Linked DNA regions of Macaca mulatta: region 1 is linked to region 2. The links are chromatin contacts, called in public Hi-C maps. All regions are on one chromosome and are shown on one strand. Each heading gives the region's core, a stretch centred on a gene start, on an enhancer-like site or on the middle of the called end of the contact. The rest is flanking DNA. Distances are from core to core; before and after follow the strand shown. Region 1 holds the start of CHCHD5 (coiled-coil-helix-coiled-coil-helix domain containing 5). Region 2 holds the start of ZC3H6 (zinc finger CCCH-type containing 6).

Region 1 (5,361 bases), core at 2,202-4,701, 250 kb after region 2:
GGAAACTAACTCTCCAGACATAAGCCGGGCCACTAGTGTCACTTCATTTGTCTCCTTTCTCTTGGGGACCACTGTGCTACAATGCTTGTTTCCAGTGTCTGAACTCTGTTGTCTCCTATTTTGTCCAGATTTTTTAGTTGTTGGTGTTGGAAGGATAAATCCACTATCTATGACATCACCACACCCAGGTAACTTCTGTACTTTTTGTAGAGACAGAATTTCACCATGTTGCCCAGGCTGGTCTCAAACTCCTGGGCTCAAGCAGTCTGTCCACCTCAGTTTCCCAAAGTGCTGGGATTTACAGGGATGAGCCACCGCACTTGGCCTATGTTTCTAATGCAGAAGCCACCACCATATGCCACACTTGTGACTCCCATATCTGTTGTAGTAAAAGAGGCTGCAGGCCTGTAATCTCAGCACTTTGGGAGGCTGACATGGGCGGATCACGAGGTCAGGACTTCCAGACCAGCCTGGCCAATATGGTGGAACCCCATCTCTACTAAAAATACAAAAACTAGCCGGGCGTGGTGCACACGCCTGTAGTCTCAGCTATTCGGGAGGCTGAGGCAGAAGAATCACCTGAACCCGGGAGGTGGAGGTTGCAGTGAGCTGAGATCGTGCCACTGTACTCCAGCCTGGGTGACAGAGCGAGATGCCGTCTCAAAAAATAAACAAGTAACAATAAAAGAGGCTGCAATACATGACACATTGGCAGCACCAACTCCTGCCTGGTGGATGACATCCATCTTTAGACATCCCCACTCCAGGGTTGCTGGGGGTCCATTACCATTGTTGACACCTCTTCAGGTTATGATGTTATCATCAGTCCCAGTGCTATCAGTCAACTCTACACTCCTAGGTAGTTCTTGAATCTACAGTTGACCCTTAAATAATGCAGTAGAAAATCCACATATAACTTTTGACTCCCCCAAAACTTAACTACTAATAGCCTGCTGTTGATCTGAAGTCTTACTGATGACATAAACAGTAGATTAACACATATTTTGTATGATATATGCATTATATACTGTATTCTTGCAATAGTAAACTAGAGAGAAAGTGTTATTAAGGAAATTGTAAGGAAGAGAAAATATACTATTCATTAAGTGGAAGTGGATCATCATAAAGGCGTCCACCCTTGTCCTCTTCACATTGAGTAGGCTGAGGAGGAGGAAGGGGGGTTGGTCTTGCTGTCTCAGAGTGACAGAGGCAGAAGAAAATCCGAGTATAAGTGCATCAGTACACTTTAAATCCATCTTGTTCAAGGGTCAACTGTAAACTGTTTTATTTAATGGGCAACCCACGCACCCAAGTGGTTATAAGTGGTACTACAAAATGTATTATAAAAATACTGTAGTTTTTTTAATTTGAGACAGAGTCATGCTCTGTCATCCAGGCTGGAGTGCAGTGGTGTGATCTCGGCTCACTACAACCTCCGCAGCAATTCTCGTGCCTCAGCCTCCTGAGTAGCTGGGACTACAGGCACCTGCCAACCATGCCTGGCTAATTTTTTGTATTTTTTGTAGAGACAGGGTTTCGCCATGTCTCTACTCCTGGCTGGTCTCCAACTCCTGACTTCCAGTGATCCGCCCACCTCGACCTCCCAAAGTGCTGGAATTACAGGCATGAGCCACTGCACCCAGCTGAACACAATCTTTACCTTCTATGTACTGATTTATGTCTTTGTAACTGCCATCCACCTAAAATGTACAAAACCAAACTGTAATTCTACTGTCTCAGGCACACTTTCTCAGGACCTGTGTTTCCCAGGCCATGGTCACTCATATTGGCTCAAAACAAACCTCTTTAAGACATTTCAGTTTGGTTTTTCTGTTAACAGGTGGTTGATTTTTCCTAGTTCTTTAACGAGATCCCTAGAAACCGGGTTTAAGACAATTGAACTTCTTTTTTGCTTTCGTGGTCAGATAAGAAAATTTCAGAAACTCCCTCCCTGTGTACCTGTGGGCATCCCCACCCCCACACACCAACAAGAAAGGTTAGACAGCTCTTCTGAGGTAGCTTCTAAGGCCTTTCAGCATGTCAAAATGCATCTTTGGGGTATTCGTTTCTGAGTACTAACAAGGGAACGGGGTGGGTTAAGATTTCGTTCTCCCAGTAGAGGAAAATCTAGGGATTCAGTCTACATTTGAAGCCAAAAACAGTTATCTGACTCCTTCCAGAGCCTTTAAATGTTGATCCCCTCCCCTCTTCTCCCACCAAACATACACTTGGAAGTTTAAAAAGAATGGAGGGATCTCAAGGTGTAAAGCTTTCTGTGCCTATGGCAGATTCAGATGACCAGTGCTGGTCCTCGGAGGTCAACTGCCAACCAGGGTAGCTCATGGTTACAGCCTCCCGTAGAGCTCTCACTTATCCAGAACACCTGAGGCTCCAAGCTCAGTATCAAACTGTTCACTTGCACTGTGTCCTCTATGAGGTCACTGTCATCATCATCATTTTACAGACACACTGAGACTCCAAGTGGTCGTTACTAGTTCACAGTCAAGTAGCTCTCGTTCATCTTCTCGTTCATCTTCAACTCTATGATTAACTGCAAAGTGTTCTGCTCATTTTGACTAGAGTCTTGAAAGATCTGCAAACTAAATGGCAGGACTGATGCTCAGTTCTCTGACCAGGGGATATCCAGTCTTTTAAGTGGGGAAACTCACGCCCATGTCTAACCTCACACTTTTAAGACAGATGAGAAGGAAGGGGGAAATGTTACTACACTAGGAGGAATTAATTACAAAGAGAGGAAGCAACTGGCTTGATAGTCTCACGGAGTCGGGATTAAACACCATGTCTGTCCTGGCCTACACTAAGGGATGGAGGAACGCCTGGGTCACCCAGGCTGAGTAAATACGAGGCCCAAGCCGAATTAGTTCGGCTCTTGGTTTGACTCCCTCTTCCCTTCTGTTCCAAGCGCTCGCATGAACCAGGGTGCCAGGAGGACTATCAGATTCTGCGCCAGGCCGATGGTGGCAGCGTGGCGTTAGGAATCAGGCCTCCTATCCCTGAGTCCAACAGCCTACCGCCATAGCACCCAACCAAACTGGGAACAACATGTTGAGACGCCGCAGCAACAGCAGCCGCTTCCCACCAGCTCCAGTCGGAGATTTGGAGCGCTTGTGTCTGCGGCTCAATCCCGTGAGGTGCGGCGCAGCTCAGCGGCGAATTCTCTTTGGAGCGGAGGCACCACCGTACTTTCCATCGCTTACTTCCGTTGAACCCCGGGCGCTGCCATGGCAAGCCGGAAATAGGGATAAATCTAGCCAGAAGAGGGCGGAAGTGGCTACTCAGGGCGTCGCCATGACGAGTCGGGACCGGAAGAAGAGGTGGGGCGCCGCCATGACAGATTAGTCCTAAAGGGAACCGGTTGTTAGTTCAATTGACTACCGGAAAAAAACAGGCTGGGCTGGGCGCCGCCATGACAACCGATACCGGAAAAGGCGGGTCGTTCCCCCCGGACAGACCTACGCCGGCAAAAGTCTCGAGATGTGAGTAGTGAGAGCGCCTACCGTATACGTGCGGCCGCTCCCCTTCTCTTACCCAGTGATCTAGACCTAGTCTAGGACCTCCGGAATTAGGACCAGCCTCCCTCCTTCTTGGAGATCTGACCCTCAGGATTCAGCGCCTTCCCTCACGAGTTACAACCCTCCGCATGCCCAAGCCCCGCCCTCTAAGCGTTTAGGCCCCGCCCCCTCTCGCAGCAGCTTAGGACTTCGGTCCAGTCACTATTCACCCAAGCTCTGCCCCCAGTACCCCTGGTCCGGCCGTTCACACCGAAATCCTAAGACTACAGACCTATTTAGGGACCTCTAGGACTCCTACACCCGTCCTCAGAGCTCCAGATTCCTCCCCCTCGATCACCAAACTTTACCTATTGAACCTTCCACATCTGCCCAGGACCCCAGTCCTCACCTATAGGGTCCATAGACTTGTTCCTAGACCACTCTGACCTTGCCCGGGATTCCCAGAGCACCAACCTCATGCAGGGCTTCCAGACCTCATGCCCCTGGGACTTGAGTCCCGCACCACGGCCTCAGGTTTCATCTTGAAGACTCTTTGGCTAAGACACTCTTCCCCAGGACCTGAGACCTCACCTCCTGGACCTCTAAACCTCACTTTTAGAATCCCCAAACCCATTTAGGGCTTTCAAGCTCTCTCCCTGGAATTCTAGATCTTACTTCTAAGTCCGTAAGTCTTCTCTGCATGATCCTCAGGCCTACTGGGGGATGCCTGGATTTCAAGGCCTGTCTTCTAGGACCCAGAAGGCCTACCTTAGATTAATCAGACCTTGTTTTAGAACCTCCAATCTCTCCCCAGAAGCTCCCCTTCTGCTTTACAAGCCCCAGGGCTAGGCCTCACCTCTACACTTCTTTGGCCCCATATCAGGATCCTTCAGACTCCCACATCTGCCCTGAACGCCTAGTCCTACTTCAGATCCAGACCAGAATTCCCTTTCTTTGCCAAGCACCATAGCTCATGCCTGTAATCCTAGCACTTTGGGAGGTCTAAGCGGGAGGATCACTTGAGCTGAGGGGTTCAATACCAGCCTGGGCAACATAGCAAGACCCTGTTTCTACAAAACATAAAAAATTAGCTGGGCATGGTGGCTCATGCCTGTGGTCCCAGCTACTTAGGAGGTTGAGGCAGGAAGATCACTTGAATCCAGGAGTTGGTGGCTACAGTGAGCTATGATCATGCCACTGCACTCCAGCCTGGGCCACAGTGAGACCCTGTCTCTAAAAAATAAAATAAAATAAAGATTCCCTTGCTTCCCTGCTGCCTGGAATGATCCTCAGCCCATCCTGTCCCACAGGCAGGCAGCTCTGGAGGTCACCGCTCGCTACTGTGGCCGGGAGTTGGAGCAGTATGGCCAGTGTGTGGCGGCCAAGCCGGAATCCTGGCAGCGGGACTGTCACTACCTTAAGATGAGCATTGCCCAATGCACATCCTCCCAGTGAGTGTCGGCAAGTATGAGACAGTGTGGGGGGTGGGCAGTGGGGTGGGAATCTCCCAGAGGCTGAACTGCCCTACCCCCACAGCCCAATCATCCGCCAGATCCGCCAGGCCTGTGCTCAGCCTTTTGAGGCCTTCGAGGAATGTCTTCGACAGAACGAGGCAGCTGTGGGCAACTGTGCGGAGCATATGCGCCGCTTCCTGCAGTGCGCTGAGAAGGTGCAGCCACCACGTTCACCTACAACTGTGGAGGTAAGAGGGGCTCATCTCAGTTCATCTCTTTTCTCCACAACATGCCCTTCATCCTTCTGATTGTTCAGGGTAAAGACTTAGGAGTCATCCTCAGCCCCACCCCACCACCACACAGGCCTTTGCCATGCATCCAGAATCCAGAACATC
Region 2 (5,258 bases), core at 1,284-3,783:
TGAATTGTAGGAGAGAACACATACATGTCAAGGGGACAGAGGAAGGACTCACAATTGTAAGCTCTTTTTTTTGTAAATGCTCCAAGAAAGGGGGTCAAGGGCCTACGGCCAGGTGGGCAGTGTTGAGTTTTCTCTGGGAGACATTTAACTGAGAGGCCTGGGGAGAGATCTGTAGTCATCCTAGGAACACGACCTTATGCTGCTACAAGCCTCACTACAGTCTGGTGGTCTCTTTTTGCTGAGGTTTTGACAAGGTCATTAAGTAACAAGAATTCTGTGGTTCTCATGATCCATATGTCATTATTAGGTAAAATCCGTTAGGTTTAAAATTAGTGTAATCTCTTTGATACCTACATTGCTCCCTGAGGCAATTAAAGACAAGGTGTCACAGATGTCTAAGCACTTCTAGATTCTACAAACCCACAGCCTCAAAAGAGCACTGCCCCTCAAAGCTCACCCACACACACCTCCCCTTTGTTACCTAGAGAAAAAGACCAAGGCCTGATGACAAATTTTATCATCAAACTTAAGTGGCACATGCCAACAATTAGAAAAGGAGGCTTTTCATCCAGAGAGAACTGCACTGTCCTACACCATCACAAACCAAACACCTTAATGAAAGTTTGAAAGAAATTCTCAGACCTCCAGATACAGGGGACAGGGAAAACAGAAGTGCAAGAAAGAACAGCAACTGTTTACCACAAGGGCCTTTGGATAACTTCAAGAAATCGGCTACCCAAATGAGCTGCAGAAAGGCCTAAATTAACTAAAACAGTTACAATAAAACCAAAGTCCTGAGATTTTAATGTAACTCCAAATGCTAATACAGTTTCTTCAGATCTATCTTTTGAAAGCTTCCTAGAAACATATTATGGCAAAATGTGGCTGTAAGTACAGGTCTTGTCACTGGCTGTATTCAACTAAAAAAAAAAAAAAAAAGAAAAAAACAAAGCGCGACCTTTTTTTTTTTTTTTTTTTTAAGATGGAGTTTCACTCTTGTTGCTGGAGCGCAATGACTGGACCTCGGCTCACTGCAACCTCCTCCTCCCAGGTTCAAGCGATTCTCTTGCCTCAACCTCCCGATTAGCTGGGATTACAGGCATGCACCACCAAGCCCAGCTAATTTTGTATCTTTAGTGGAGACGGGGTTTCTCCATGTTGGTCAGGCGGGTCTCGAACTCCCGACCTCAGGTCATCCGCCCGCCTCGGTGTCCCAAAGTGCTGGGATTACATGCGTGAGCCACCATGTCCGGCCTTTATTTTCAATGTATATGTTAATATCAAAAACTTTACATTTCTAATTTAATCCACTCATTGCAATTGTTTCTGAATGCATTCCATTTATGCATTAGCAAAATGCATTATTAAGGAAAGACAAATTAAGTCAGATATTTGGATTAATTATTAAGTCTATTGTAGTATAAAGCAAGGAACTTTCCTTCAGGACATTTAATATATTAAATGGGCCAAAACACTGACTTGTCATTTAAAAATGTAAGGTCACGTTCATAAGTGTAAAAAAAAAAGTCATGCATAGCCGTGCGCAGTGGCTCACGGCTGTAACCCCAGCACTTTGGGACACCCAGGCAGGCAGATCACCTGAGGTCAGGAGTTCGAGACCAGCCTGGCCAAAATAGGGAAACCTCATCTCTACTAAAAATACAAAAATTAGCCAGTCGTGGTGGCGCGTGCCTGTAGTCCCAGCTACTACGGAGGCTCAGGCAGGGAAACTGCTTGAACCCAGGAGGCAGAGGTTGCAGTGAGGGGAGAGCGCCACCACCACACTCCAGCCTGGGTGACAGAGCGAGACTCCATCTGCCCCCCCCCAAAAAAAAACCATGCCTAACGGTTATTTCTAAAATACTCGCATACATTTTACGTTAACATTACGAAATAAAGTAACGTTTATATAATTATTTCAATAGCTATTCCTATTTCAAGTAATAACGGGTAAATTTAGCACTAAATATAAAAAAAAATTGCATGGGCGAGCTGTTTTCCTTAAAACACGATTCTGAGCACTAAACGTTACAAAAACCTGCTACAACTGTGAAGGATAAACCGCATTTCCCTATTATTGCAAGAACAAAGGTTTTAACAAAAAATTTCAAGGACTCTACAGCCGCCTTGTTCTTTGTTATCCCACCCCTGCCCGCCTCGGCTAATGGTTTTGGGGCCCGTTTGCTTGGTGCGTCTGGAACTCCTCAGGCGGCGGGCCTCTGGCAGGAAAAACCGCGGCCCGCACTGGGCCGGGAACTGAGGCACTGGTGGCCCTCGTTGGTCCCGTGGGCCGCCTCCCCCTCCTGCAGACACTCGAAGAGCCATCCGGCCACGTCTCTCGCCGCCCGGCCCCGCCACTAGGCTGCCGCCTCCGCCGCCGCACGGAGAAGGGCGAAGACCCGCCCCTGCAGGTGATTGACGGGCAGTCTCCTCCAATGGTCAACGCGCTCGGCCCCGGCGGGCTGGGCAAGGGCCGCGGCTCGCGGAGGAATCTCTCTTGCCCTTTAGTCCCGGGCAAGGTGTTGCGGCCGGCGCCATTTTCTCGAGCCGCCTGTTTCGGGTGCCGCCATGTTGGTGAGGAGAAATCACCGTTACGGCCACTGTCCAAATCCCCGCGTCGCTGCACGCCGCCCGCCCGCTCCCACGCCACAGCCACCGGCGGCGAATAGAGACTAGAGCGGCAGCGCCGGCAGCGCGGGGCCGTTGCCCAGTGTTTGCAGTTAGAGCCCCACCTCTCTGGCGTGGTTGTTAATAGACTGGAAAGTCTGTGTCTGTGTCGCTCACTAGTAACCGTGAGTTTTTACCACTTCGTCACCTGTCGGCGGCGGCCGGGAGCAGGTTCCCGCAGGCGGCGCAGGGGTCTTCCCCGCGCCCCGTCGCCGCCGGCCTCGCAGACCTGCCCTCCAGCCCCGCCCCGTTCTTGACCAAACATGACAGACTCTGAACATGCAGGGCACGACAGGTCGGGAACCCTTCTTGTCTGTCTTTCTGTCGGATGAGAGGAGGGGTCTGGGGCGGCGGGAGCGGGCCGGGGCCGGGCGCCTCCTGCATGACCTAGACGTCTCTGTGTGGCTCCGTCAGTTCCATGACGCGCACCCTTATGTAAACTGCTGGATCGCGGCCGCGGGGGAGGTCGGCCCGGCCGCGCCCGCCTCCCCGAGCCGGGGTCGCTGCTCGCCGGCGCCGGCCCCGCCCCCGGCTGGGCACGTGCGAGCCCCCCGCCCCCGGGCGGGCTCCGTGTGCGCCGGGCGGCTCTCAGCGTCCCGGCTCGGTGCTGCGGTCCTGCCTCTTCCCGTCCAGGGGTCGGTGCTCCCGGCCAGATAGGACCAGCCAGGAATTTTCAGGAACGGGTGTTTTAATATTTGACTACTTCCCGAGAGCCGAGAACACCTCTAAAAAATAAACATGTTTGGTTTTCAGGGAAGTTTTAAGCAGCACCAAAAGGCCATCTGTTGTATACAGTCTTACCCCTTGGAATTTGAGATGGCAAGTTTCAAGTTCAGTATGTTAACACAAAATAGGCTTTGCAGAAACTTAGTGTAGCATAGTTTTACCCTAACGGAAAAACTCCATCGATTATTCAGGCTTGCCCAATTTTCTAGATGGTGTGTATCACTTGAATGTTTAATTGAGATTCTGATTTTTTATTTTTTGCTCTGTGCCTTAAGAGGCACATTCTGGATTCCACTCAAGTTTGGGGACATTTACAAAGTATACTGTAGTATACTTAAATTTTGGTTATAATTCAAATTTTCGTTCGTATATATCTTTAATAATGAGAAAGGGGGGCTTTCATTAAACTTAATGAAACAAAATCCATTGCATCTGATTCTTACTTAGAATATTAATTTGAAAATTTAGAACCTCACAGTTACTACTTTGTGAATAGAAGTAATCAAAAATATACATTTTACTGTAGACTATATACATTGCTGAAGTTTGATCTGTAGTAATGTGATCTGCTTGGTAAAGCATCCTAAACCCGTTTTTAAAACCCAGAAGGAAAAATCACAGACACTGCTGAAATTTGAAATATCTAAATGCCTAGCAATCTTGAGAGGGATAAAAGTGATATTTCAACAACTTCAGTATTGTAATAATAAAAGTGGATTGCCAGACGGCACAGCCAGACGGCACGTCGATGAAAGGTATAATGATTTTTAGAAAGTAAAATGCACTCTTAAAAATGATAAGCTTGCACTTGGCATATTTTTAATGATTTTTTTAACGTTATCTTTTTTATTAAAAAGAATGTTCTTAGAATGGGTTGACTAATACCTTGAGAAGTTTCCCACTCTTGAGTATCTATGGACAAACCAATGATGGGGTTTTGCTAATGGAGCGAAAATCCTTTTTTTATATGGAAGAAGGAAATCTGTTTCCCTCTCTTAGTGCACAATGTAACTTCAATATATGGAGTTATGTATTGTACATCATGAAAAAACCATGTCATCAAATTCAAGTATCAAAATAATTTTGCTGGTAAGGAACTGTGATGACAGACCTTTTAAATAGCTTGAAATTTTAAAATACTGATTTAGAGGTTAAAAAGAAAACCTTAAATAATTATTTGTAAGATATGTTAATAGCTTGGTAGTAGGAGCTAAAGATTAGTCTATTTTATTTAAAATTAGGACTAAGAGTATTTTCCAGCGATTTCTGAAGCAAAAAGATAGCTCCACTTTAACTTAGCCATTGTTAAGTGGCATCTTGGTTCTGAGGTGAAAGAGATGGTTTATTTTTTTTTCACACTTTTTTGTCAACCCACATGAAAAACAAAACAACTACATCAAAAACAAAGTGAACTAGAAGTCAGGAGAAATTCTCCAAGATCAGATCGATGGTTCTAACCTTCCCTGGGGAACTTTTTTTTTTAAGTATTGCTGCTATTTCTGTTGGTCTGGACCTCCGCCTGGGTTTTAAGAGTTCTAAAAGCTCCCCAGGAAATTGTAATATGTGCCAAATTGAGAACTGCTGTACTTGATCAGTGTTTCCCAATGTTAGTTAATCATCAGAATCACTTTGGGGAGTAAATTTTTGTTCTGCCCAAAACAACTGAATCAGAATCTCTAGAGTATTTTTCATAGGCTCCCTGGATAATTCTTAAGAAATTTGGGGAAAAAATAGACTAATCTGCGGGGTCCCAAAATACTGTATCTTGCCATGTTATAGCTATTTTATGCTGTTATAAAAGTTTCTGTGAATTAAGTGGAGAAAAAGATATGAAACTTGGTGTATGGAGCTAGGCTTTGTCTCAA

What was found. Hi-C and Micro-C count contacts between places; a contact is called where the count stands out from the background.
Region 1: a contact with region 2 is called in a Hi-C map of cortical neurons, with 3 times the contacts expected there. The contact joins the promoter of CHCHD5 here to the promoter of ZC3H6 in region 2. A contact is called at or near these places in 2 of 14 Hi-C or Micro-C datasets (cortical neurons and fetal cortex germinal zone).

The regions. Positions count from the first base shown.
Region 1 is chr13:22,663,026-22,668,386 of T2T-MMU8v2.0, forward strand. It overlaps CHCHD5 (coiled-coil-helix-coiled-coil-helix domain containing 5), which reads left to right and starts at 3,452. Exons shown (of 4, transcript XM_001088583.5): 1 at 3,452-3,497; 2 at 4,823-4,963; 3 at 5,049-5,214. The coding sequence starts at 3,496. LOC106993133 (a long non-coding RNA gene) reads right to left here and starts at 3,680. Exons shown (of 2, transcript XR_001439286.3): 1 at 3,550-3,680; 2 at 1,639-3,362.
Region 2 is chr13:22,410,462-22,415,719 of T2T-MMU8v2.0, forward strand. ZC3H6 (zinc finger CCCH-type containing 6) reads left to right here and starts at 2,534. Exons shown (of 12, transcript XM_001087547.5): 1 at 2,534-2,962. The coding sequence starts at 2,931.